Regions from separate parts of the Ovis aries genome. Here all the other regions are linked to region 1. A link is a contact called in public Hi-C data. All regions are on one chromosome and are shown on one strand. The core of a region is the stretch at or near the end of the contact, and the rest is flanking DNA. Distances in the headings are between cores, read along the strand shown.

Region 1 (3,755 bases), core at 499-2,998:
ATGAGTAAATTCAGTAGTCTTCCTTCCAGTGAGCTGGCTGCATTAGAACAGATCCTCTCCCTTCATGTTCTTCCATTGTCATCAGGCTAGGCTCCCTGACTCCCAATCCATCCTTTGTGTCCCTCAATAAAACCCACTCTAACTGGGCAACTAACCTTTCTCTAAATTAAAGGCTGGGCAGGTAGTGATGGTGGGCAGTGATGGGTAATAGCTGTGCAGCTGCTGCTCTGGGCAGGCAGCCCTGGAGCCTCCCGAGGGCTCCACTCCTAAGAACTTTCCAAGACCCTCCTGGGCTACTTCTAACCGCTAGATAAGCTACAGGGTGATTATTTCCTTAGGCAAGCAAACACTTCAGCCCTCTAATATGGTATTTCCTGAGGCTGGAATAGCAACAGGAAGTCCTGTGGGGAAGAGTTCTGCCAAAACACTCATTCTGAGGAAGGGATCAGTAAACTGACAAATCTGGTCAGCCCTGTACAACATCCTGCAACCTCCACACGTGGAACCCAGGGCAGGTCTCACCCACAAGCAGCTCGCTGCCGTCACTATTCTTCTGTGGGTTCCTGAATTCAGAGAGACCTATACATGCGACCCTACGTGACAAACCCAGACAAAAATTTGCACTTAAAAAGCAGTTAGGCCATTTATTGGCATCAGGAGAGCATTTCTTTAAACAAGAGAAAGAACTCTGAACACTAAAATCTCATCTATTTTATGAAAACTTGAGACCAACCTCTACGACATCTGTACACAGTTTAATCACGAACAAGAGCAAGGATTCGAGTTAAATAAATTAAACCACACTGTCCTGTTACAAGAAAATGAAACGAAAGCTGGGGGCGGGGATAGGTCCTCCCCAATCCCAAGTCCTTGCATTCACACCGCAATATTTCAGGTACAAGAACAAAACAAGTCCCCAGTGCAGTACAAAACCGCTTCCCATTGTTTCTTATGGCAGTCACTGAATTACCAATTGTCCGAAAGCTAAGAAAATTTCGTGGAAAAGGGCGTACCCTTTGGCTCCATGCGTGTCCTGTAGCTGAGGAGGCAAGTTCTTAAGAACCGACGACTGGCTGATACACTCTTGGGGAGATGCGCCTTCACAGACTCTCAGGCTTGTGTCTCAGCTTCCCCATGCAGTCCTGGCGAGGGGAGTCCGCTAGGCGTCCAAATCGAAGTCGTCACGCTCCTCATTGTACTCCAGCACGTGCCGCTTGATCTTGGACGAGTCAACCCAGGTGACAAAGTCCTCCATGCTTCGCGTGACAAGGAAGGCGGGGTCGGTGACCACGTCGGGGCCCACGCGCACGTGGCCCTGCTCCACGAATGCCACGGCGGCCTGGAGGTGCTGCGCCATGCGCAGCTTAAGCAGCACAGTGGGCAGGCGGCGGCGGCAAAAGGACGAGGCCGTGACGAAATCGCAGAGCTCCAGCGATCCCCGCGTGGGCACTAGGCCGAGAGCATACAGCTTATCCAGCAGCGCGGCCGAGGAGCGCACGCGAAACGGGTCGCGCTCCGGCAGATCGCGCAGACGCCGGGCCAACTCGCGCACAGCACGGCTCAGCTGGTTGTAGCGCGTATAGTCCTCGCGCCGCTGCAGCCGATAACGCCGCAACACGCGTAGCTCATGCAGGTTGTGATCTGTGACCTCCCAGTTCAGGAAGTCCACCTGCTTGAGCAGCTTCTGCTCGTGAAACTTAAGCTTCCGCACCATGATGGCGGCTCAAACGTTGCCGGACCGGAGGTTCAGCGCGCATTCCGGCTGCAGCGCGACTTCCGCTTCAGTGCTGCTAGACCCGGCCGTCTTTGGGACCCTGCGCCAATGAAAGGAAGACTCAGGGCCAGGCCTCCCATTTCCATTGGTCAGGGTGAGGCCACGCCCCGTGTTCGTATCTCGCGTTTCTTCTCCGCGTTCTCTGAGGGAGGCGGAGGGAAGAAACGCCTGGAGAGGCCTGGGATGGGAGGGGAGGCTTCCTAGGCGACTCTGCGCTGTTTTAAGTTACCTAGTGCCGTAATTATTTCCTCTCGTTTAGGTTTCTGTCATTCAGGGCCTCTCTGGAGAGCCTCTTCCAGAAGAGCTAAAGAGGATAGTTCCGGGAAAGAGGGGTGACCGCCGCGCTAATATGGATATACTGTGCTAACTGACCTTGGCGGGGGTTGGGGTGGGGAGGGGCTGTCCTCCCACCGTGTTGGGGCTTCTCAGAGCTGACTGGAGCTGATCGGATATCCCCACGGCCTACTAGCCGCAAGTCTATTAACGAGGCGGGCGGAGCTTTTTCACCCTACCAATTAGGGCTTGAAGCCACTGAACCTATCAGTACTGCTTCCCAGGCTACCTCTGCACGCCCAGAATCAGGATCTACCCAGGAGTCACTTGAAAATCTGTATTGTTAACAAGAATGTCAGGTGATTCATAAAATCCAGTAAATTTGAAAAACTTGGATAGTACAAATCCTGCCTCTTTAATCTGGGCTGAAAAGAATTAGCCTGACAGGTTGGATTTCTGGAGTATTTAGTGAACGGACAACACTTTTTCTGCAAATTGTATCTGTTTCAGTTTAGTGTAGCGCTAACAGGACTAACTTCTTTATTTACCCAAGACTTTGACGCCACCTAGCTTCTTTGCCTGTAATTTTATTTTTGTACGCTTTTCATTGTTTTTTAAAGATACAATATTTAATATGGGCGATACTATATGTAACATATGTGAGATACAAGAATATTTGTGGACCCAACAGCCAGTTTAAGAAAGCATCACCAGGACCTATTCAACCACTCTCCCAGTCAGAGGTAAAAATATCTGCTCTCCTGAATTTAGTGTTTATCTTTGCCTTTTGTTTAAAAAGAAAACAGTTTTATCATTTTATGCATCCCTAAGTATACTGAGAATTTTCTTACTTGAAGCATAGCCCATGGAACAGCAGAGAGCTGTTGAAAATGCAGAATTTCAGACCCCATTCCGGACTTACAGGATCAGAATCTTCATTTAACCAGATCCCCAGCTAATTTGCGTGCATGATATTTGAGAAGTGTTGCTTAGATGATATCACATATGGAATTTTTTAATATATAGCTGCAGTTGCTTTTAAAAAACTGCTGCATTATATTCCATTGTTTTGTTGTTATTCACTTGCTCAGTTGTGTCCGACTCTTTGCAGCACCACAGATGGCAGGCTTCCCTGTCCTTCACTATCTCCTTGAGTTTGCCTAAACTCATGTCCATTGAGTTGATGATGCCATCCAATCATCTCATACTCTATTGTTCTCTTCTCCTCCTGCCTTCCTAGCATCAGCGTCTTTCCCAATGAGTTGGCTCTTCGAATAAGGTGGCCAAAGTATTGGAGCTTCAGCATCAGTCCTTCCAATTAATATTCAGGGTTGATTTCCTTTAGAATTGACTGGTTTGATCTCCTTGCACTCCAAGGGACTCTCAAGAGTCTTCTCTAGCGTCACAGTTTGAAAGCATCAATTCTTCAGCGCTCAGCCTTCTTTATGGTCCAACTCTCACATCCATATATGACTACTAGAAAAACCATTGTTTGGTTCTGTCCAATTTATTAATCCATCTCCTGTTGGGTTTTTTTTTTTTTGGAGTGACTATTTTTTAGCAGTGCTACATTCCTGTAGGTTTCCTGTTTCACCTATGCAGTAGCTTCTAGTATACATCTTAAATTACTGAGTTGTAAAGGATGCGTGCGGAGGAGGTGATGGCACCCTTCTCCAGCACTCTTGCCTGGAACATCCCATGGGCGGAG
Region 2 (3,755 bases), core at 529-3,028, 200 kb before region 1:
GAGAGACCCATTATTTCAGGTAAAGAGGACTCTGTAAACTTTATACTATCCAGAACTGTTTCAAAGTCCTCCTCCCCAGCTTCCATAAGCATCTATTACATATAATAAAAACTAGTTTATTAAAAATTAAAAATAAAAAGTGATATAGTCTCCAAAGCCACTAGTCTGGCACCTAGCACCTAGTAAAGGCTTAATAAGTCCATCTGCTGTACATATTATTGTATTTGATTAGTAACTAGTTTCATTCCAGTTTGGGAGGATGACCAGTCAGTGGCAGAGTTGGCTTCGCATTACTTATGTTGAGACCTTAAGTGATCCACTTAAATATAAGAAGGAACAATTACACAAGGGCCTAAGCAAAAACTCATCCAGTCCTGAAATCCTGATACCACCCTGCAGGCATAGCCACTCAGCTGTGGCTTCACCAGAGACCAGGGCTGAAATGTGGCCATACCCGACCCAGGGCAGGGCTCCTCACCTGGACAGGTTCCCCATCACGCCACACCAGGCCTTCTCCATCACTTTCCCAGCGAAGATGAACTTCCTGACCTACCCATGCCTCTGGGATGGTCAGCTCTACACGGAACCAACAGGTCCACCATCTGCAATAGAACCACTAAGATGAGCCTAGGGGTCAAAGCCTTGTCCTTTCAACATACTTCCTATGATTAAGGTCATCAAGGGCTTGAGACTTTCTGCCAGAATCTGCAGTACCACAAGGTATTCAGCTTTGATCTACAAGAAAGAAGCAATGGGGTGTGCAGCAAGGTGAGGGAAGGAGGCAGAGAATCAGGGGTCTGTGATCTGTCCTAGAGGGCCCTTCCTAAGAGATGTCACCGAACTGGGAGAAGTGAAGTGGAAGTTGCTCAGTCGTGTCCGACTCTTTGTGACCCCATAGACTGTAGCCCGCCAGGCTCCTCTGTCCGTGGAATTCTCCAGGCAAGAATACTGGAGTGGGTTGCCGTTCCCTTCTCTAGGGGATCTTCCCAACCCAGGGATCGAACCCAAGTCTCTCGCACTGCGGACGGATTCTTTACCAACTGAGCCACCAGGAGGGAAGCCCGTGGGGAGAAGTGGGGAAGAGAAAATTCTTCCATGAAGGCTTGAGGAACCAGCAGAGGGTGCTGCTCTGCCCCAAGTGACTGTCTAGGGCAGAGAGCCGACAATGGAGACTTTTAGGGGAGGCAAGCAAGCTGGGAGGTGGGGCCCAGGAACTCCGCCCTCTCTCTGGAGCGTTACCCACGTGGGTCCGAAGCTGTCGCCGACCTGCGCGGGGCGGAAGTCCTGCTGGACTGCCTCCTGGTAGGGAAGTCTTTCGGGCGTCAAGAAGCTGGAGAGCTCGGCCACTGGGCAGCTGTCTCCAAAGAGCCTGGGCGGGAGGGGCAGGTGGGCGCGCGCTCGTGGGCCCGCCGGCGGGTGGGGATGCGCGTTCCCTCCATCCACCGCCGGGAGGGCTGCCCCACGACACAGTCTCTCCCCACTCCCTCCTCCTGGGCCCCAGCACTATCTGAGGCGGATACTTTGTCCCTCGGCCCATGTGGCCGAAGCTTGGGTTTCCCCCAGAAGGGGAGGCTAGAGACTCGTGGATGCGGCTGGCGGGTGCCCTGGGCGAGGGGGCCACACCTGCCGCGGAGATTACAATCGGTAAAGTAGAGCGGCGACACGAATTTCTCCACTCGCTCCAGCGTAGTGCGCCAGTGCTTCAGGGCCGGCGCCGCCGCCGCCATCGCCGCGCGTTCGCTCCTCTCTCCTCTCCCCGGAAGGCCCCAGGCGCTGCCGGCGCGGTCCACGGCCTGGAACCAAAGGTTCCGGCGCCTCAAAGGCGCCTTCCACGCCCGGGCAGCTTTCCATGGAACACCAGCGGCTCAGTGAAGCCCCGCTGCTCCGAAGTTTGAGCAGCGAGCTGAAAGCTAAAAGCTAAAAGCTGCGCTTCTGAGGCTTTAGTCTTATCTCGGTCCGAGCTGGTCGCCACTGGGCAAATCCTTAAGTAAAATAGGAAGTCTGACGCTTTGATTCTGAGAAAAGCCTAGTACAGAGACAGACCGAAGGCACGACTGGTGGGAGCTTCGGTTGCTGCAGATGCAGGTCACCTAATCTCAGAAGCTACAAGCGGAACCTCCTTGCCTATGGTCCTTGTGTCTGCATAAGGTGGCGCCAGGGACCGATGCTTTCAAGCCATTCGGCGGACGTGTGTTAAATAGAGAGTGCTTTATACCCCAGTAACCTCAGGTTCCTCTACTACGTGTTCTATTTTATGTATATGGCTAATTGCTGCCCATCGCCAGAAACTTAAGACTTTGAGATGGCAGATCAGACATAGAATTCATGAGCCTAACAGAATAATGCATTTCTCTACAGGGACTGATGAGTTCAGAGAAGCCATAATACCAGAATTTTCATAATACCTCCAATTTCACCCTCATGTTACTCTGGTGGCTTATTGGCGGCTTTCCCCCACCTCCCTCCTGGGAATGGGATGAAATCTTCCTCTATAAAATCATTAGGAAGAAAAGTATATACACAACATGACCGACCCCTGATATTTTAATAGAAATACTGACCAAGTTTACAACACTTCAAATGCAGATCATAGGGAAAGGTGACTTAAGTACAGAATACCAAACATGACTTAAAATATAACTTGCTGCTGTAAGACAGGCTGAGCTGAGCTTGGAGCTCAGATGTCAGAAGGCAGGAGACATAAAACTGCTGTTTGTAAATCCTGGCTGTAGGTGAAGCTCCGTTTTGGTTGCACTAGTAGGATTGGTCCTGAAACCCTATCCTGACCTGCAGGCAGCTGCTCTGGACATAACCCTCTGCAGACACAGCAATAGCTGGGGCTGCCTGGGTCAGGTTCAATCAGTTCCCCCTATTAACTCCAAGTCAACACGATCTTTCTTAAGCAAGCAGATGGGGGTGGGCTGAGTTACCGGCAGAAAACCTGAAGATCCTACCCAACCCATCAGTATCACTCCACCTTCCAAGTGAGGCAGTGCTGCAGCTTCACCAGAATCTCCCACAAGCCTTTCCTGCCACCTCACACATGTGAGCTGAGTCTCCTATAGTTGCCCATTCCTCCACTGCCCCCAACAAAAAAGTCTAAAAATCAGATAAGCTTACCATTCATAAGGAAAGTCCAGAGCAAAAAAAAAAATGTGGTTTTGTGGTGGTGATATTAGGGATTTTTAATTAAAAAGCAAACAAAACCACACAGGAACACTGTTGTTTACTTTGACTACAGTAATGGTTGCTGGAGAAAAATTCACCAAAGTCCTGGGAGGGGCTCAGTTGGTGTTTGTTCAGAAAAGCCAGGCTGCCCACATACAAAAATCCTAATCACTCATGTTTAAATATCTGCTGCTTTAAATCTATGTAATTAAAAATATATATATACGTATATATTCCATTTGCAGTTGCTAATGTATCAAGCCTTCTCCCTCCTCACCCCATTTATACCACACACTGTGCACACACTTCTTTCAAACACTGGTTTGGTATTTAAGCTGTTCACTCCCATTTCCAATAAAGGTAAGAAAAAATAGAGAAGCACAAACTATACAGCTGCACAATATACCCATATGTAAAATATTTCCAAACAGCTGAAATTAGGGGGTAGAATATGTACCAAAAGAATGAATAATTCTATTTTTTAAATCTGAGATATTTTGATTTGGGACAAGTACAACTGACTGCTAACTAGAGCAAAATCTTGTTTTTGTACTGTATGTAGATAAGGAACCAAAGCCCAAATCCCT
Region 3 (3,755 bases), core at 803-3,302, 130 kb before region 1:
GGCTTAGGGCGGTCTCCGGGAAGTTGAGTCGCAAGAAAAGCCAGGATGCAGGGTCAGAACTTTAGTACTTGGCGAGGAAGGACAGACCACACCCCCTCCTCCCAACCCTTGCAGAACCACAGGAGCAAAGCCCCCCAAAGCCACCCTACACCGTCAACCCCTAACTTCAAAGCGAAGGCTACCAGATCTCGAGCCTTGGAGGAAACATCGTGTGCCTTTCTCGGCTCTCCCTGCCCCCCTTGCCAAGAGCTCCAAGCCCGGGACTTCCGGGCGGGAGGACTGTTCGAAGGAGCAAGGCGCGCCTTACACATGTGCTGAGCGCGCACACACGCTAGGGTAGGGGGCGGGGAACAGGGGTGGACTTCCCTCTCCAAGCTCGCTCCCCCGTAGGGGGCGGGACTATCCACCTCACCAATCAGAAGTAGGGGCGGACCCTTGCGCCTCACGTAAGCCGCAGGAATCCTCCCTCCGCCCTTCACGGAAAAAAATCCTAGCAACTTAAACTCCAGCCCGGCCTCCGATAGGCGGAGCTGGGAAGAATGTCATCCAATCAACAACCGAGCAGGAAAAAAGGGAGCCTCGCCCAGCCAGTGGAAAACAAGAGAAGGCGGGCACTCTGAAGAAGCCCGAGACGGGTGGAAGAGAGGAGGGAAGGCCCCGCCCCTCAGCTCGCCTCCAGGCCGGTTGCACAAGCCGTCGCCGGAGTATAGTAAACAGGCTAGGCCAAGGAGTGGAAGCTGGGGTAGTCTGGCGCTCCAAGGGCCGGGCCCCTGCGCCTCCTCTCCTGGCGTCGCCCCGCCCGACCTCCGCGGTTCGCGCCGGCGCCCCGCCCCCCAGCCCGCGGCCGCCATCCCGACTGACAGGCGCGCCTCCCGCGCCCCTCCCGCCCGCTGATGCATTTCCTTTTCCCGATTTCGAGCGTGGAGACTGTTTGCCCAGTTTCCGACCTTCACTGCCCCTTTCAGGCTACCCCCTCGTGGGCGCGCTCACTCGCCGGTGCCCCCGCCCCCGCCCCTTCCGCGGGCGAGCAGCACGGCAGGGGGAGGGGAAAGGAGCCGCCGTCGCCGCCTTGGGGTGGGCGGGGAAGGAGGCAGCTCCATGTTTGCAAAGGGATCAGCTGGGGCTGCGGGTCGAAGCCGCCGAGTTCCTGGAGGTTTTCCACACCCCCGGGCCGGGTTCCGGCGCCGAACGCTAGCTCTCCTGCCACGGCCCGGGAGTTCGGAGAGCTCAGACCGGCGCATGGGTCTACTGCCGAGGCGCTGGGGCTCTTTCCGGTGGCCTCCCCCGCCCCCGACCGCCCCTCCCGCAAGTCCGGCGTTGCCCCCGCCCCCAGAGTCCATAACAACCGCGGGCCCAAGGAGCCCGCGCCTCTTCTGAGCGCGCCCACCGCCCCCTCCGACAAGTTTGCGGACAGAAACAAAACCCTTGGGCGGCTGCCGCCCTCGCCCAGCGTGGTTAGCGGGGAAAGCTGCGGGCCTGGGCTCGCTCGCTAACTCCAGCTCTCGACCAACTCCGGGCGGTTTGGTGGGCCCGGCCGGCTGAGCTCAGGCCGCCGCCCCCTGCCGAGCCCGCGCGCCGCATCTCGGGCCCGGTTCCAGTCGGTGTACGGAATCTCCCCTTTTTTCTTCTTTACAATAATTTTTAAAGGCATTCCAGCAGGGCGAGGGATCTCCTCCTGCCGGCCCCTTACCCAGCCCGCCGCCGAAACCTACCGAAACCGACCGCTCGGTGAAATAAACTAGGCAGCACGGCCGGCACACTGGAGACCCCGGGTCGGGCCGACCCCCTCCCCGCGGATCTGGCCCGGCTTGGAAACACACTGGCGAGCGGGCGGCGCCAAGAGCTCTCCTTCCTGGCCTGCCCCTCGCCTCCCTCGGCCGCCGGACTCCAAGCCTCCCCTAGCTCCGTCCCAGGGCCCGCGGCGCCTGCACCATGGCTGACTGGTCAAAGGGACCGGCCGGCAAACAAGCCCCCCAAACGCCCGAGATTGGGGAGACCAAATTAAAAGCAGCTGTTTAACATACCTTCCGAGCCAGGCGAGGAGTCCTGAATGGGGGGGAACGCCCCCCACGGGCCATTGGCTCCCTGGTGCTCGCGTCAGTCATCCTGGGCCCGCCTCCTCCCCTTGCTCCACCTCTTCCCCTTCATTGAACGCCCCCTCCCTCCAAAAAATAGAAATAAATTAATTAAACTAGCTGTGAGTGGGAGGTGCAACCATGGCAGAGGGCCCCATCTCTACCGCACCGCCGCTTGGAGTTACTTGAGGCCCTTGGACTGGAAGGAGACCTCCTGGGACTCGGAGATTCGCTGGGTGAACCTGGAGGAGGAGCTATTGAGGCTACCCGGCCCCCATATCCTTCTTACACACACCCCATTTGGAACTGGGCAGAGAGAGCGGGTGAGGATACCCTAGCGACTGACTGGAATGTCCCGACTCCCCTGGCTGTGTAACCTAACCGTGTCCGGCGCCTGCCTAAAAACTGAGCGGTGTAAGCGGGAAGTCCTGCCTTCGGGGTAACAGGCACTTGCCTGAGCACCTACAGGGGTGAGGCAGACACATTCACACCGCACCTGCTGCTTTTTGCCATTACAGAAACTGAATGAGATGCTCACTCTGTGTCCTCTTAGGGCTTCAGACCTAGCTGAAGAGAGGATACAGAAAGAGCTAAGGCAATTTGGAAATGTATATAGAGACACCTCCAGAGGCTCAGAGCAGGGAGAGTCTTCTAGCTGAGGAAAACTGGGTGAAGACTTCATGGAGGAGGTGGCACTCACGCAGAAACGGAGGGGCAATTAACTCATTTTCAGCAAAGCACACAAAATGATAAATGCAAAGCAGTATTAAAAGCTTCTTCAAGTGTGGCTATAGTAACGAAAACCAGAGTTGGAAAGATGGAGTCAGAGAGCAAAGACTTTTCTACCTTGTTAAAATACTTAGACTTGTATAGCAGAATGTACAAGCAGCATGCTGGGTCACAGGACCACAGGCCCAGAACTACCATTTAAGATGCTCAACATCCCAGCAGCTGGATGAATTCTGAGGGTGGGCTGAAAGAAGGGTGACTGCAAGTGGCAAGGGGAGGCAGAAAGGCTTGTAATGACTGGTTTGAAGACTACAGAGGTACATCTTCTGGTGGGAGGGGTAGGTGGAGGGAGCCAAGATGTTTCTTGTCTCTCCTGGTCCCCCAATCCAGAAACCCTTCCTACTTTCAGCAGCCCTAAAGTCAAAATTCGGACTCAGATGCTTCCCTGGATCATTTGTAATTTTTTTTTTTTTTTTTTTTGCAGGGGGATGGTGAGGCTATGCCACATGTCTGTGCTCAACAGAGCTGACCCTGGGGCCAGGTTACACAGTGAATGAGCAAGAAAGACCAGTTGAGATATTCAGGAAAGGAAGCTAGTGTGGATAAGGTGAGGTGTCAGAATGCGAAGGGCCTTTAAATCCTGTGGCAGAATAGGGCAGCCTGCTGCCAGTTAGGCTATCCCAACAATTCAGGTGAGATGTAAGGAAGATTTGACTAGGGCACTGGCAATGGGTAAGCAGGAATAAAAATGGGGAGATGTGTTTGAGAAAGCTTCAAGAGGACTGGGTGACTGATCATTGTGGGTTATGGAGGGAAAGTTGTCAGTGGCTGGTGTGTGAAGAGGTAGGAGAGCTTGAAGCTAGTGCTTTGGCCATCTGGGTAGTAAGAACAGTGATTTAGCAGTATATCCTTAGGCAAGTCCCTTTCTCCCTCTGGGCCTGTTTCTCTTCT

The links. A called contact is a pair of places that touch in the nucleus more often than the background predicts.
Region 2: a contact with region 1 is called in a Hi-C map of tail adipose tissue, with 5 times the contacts expected there. The contact joins the promoter of MAN2C1 here to the promoter of IMP3 in region 1. A contact is called at or near these places in 9 of 16 Hi-C or Micro-C datasets (blood, hypothalamus, liver and 4 more).
Region 3: a Hi-C map of hypothalamus shows a contact between it and region 1, with 4 times the contacts expected there. The contact joins the promoter of SIN3A here to the promoter of IMP3 in region 1. A contact is called at or near these places in 8 of 16 Hi-C or Micro-C datasets (blood, hypothalamus, liver and 3 more).

Annotation. Positions count from the first base shown.
Region 1 is chr18:30,906,491-30,910,245 of ARS-UI_Ramb_v3.0, reverse strand. IMP3 (IMP U3 small nucleolar ribonucleoprotein 3) reads right to left here and starts at 1,748. Exons shown (of 1, transcript XM_042235209.1): 1 at 618-1,748. The coding sequence starts at 1,714. The coding sequence ends at 1,160. The region is part of intron 1 of SNUPN (snurportin 1); the gene reads right to left.
Region 2 is chr18:31,105,291-31,109,045 of ARS-UI_Ramb_v3.0, reverse strand. It overlaps MAN2C1 (mannosidase alpha class 2C member 1), which reads right to left and starts at 1,778. Exons shown (of 25, transcript XM_042235211.2): 1 at 1,624-1,778; 2 at 1,244-1,369; 3 at 479-602. The coding sequence starts at 1,727.
Region 3 is chr18:31,037,551-31,041,305 of ARS-UI_Ramb_v3.0, reverse strand. SIN3A (SIN3 transcription regulator family member A) reads right to left here and starts at 2,052. Exons shown (of 21, transcript XM_060401414.1): 1 at 1,713-2,052. It overlaps LOC121817102 (a long non-coding RNA gene), which reads left to right. Exons shown (of 2, transcript XR_006056854.2): 2 at 3,289-3,755.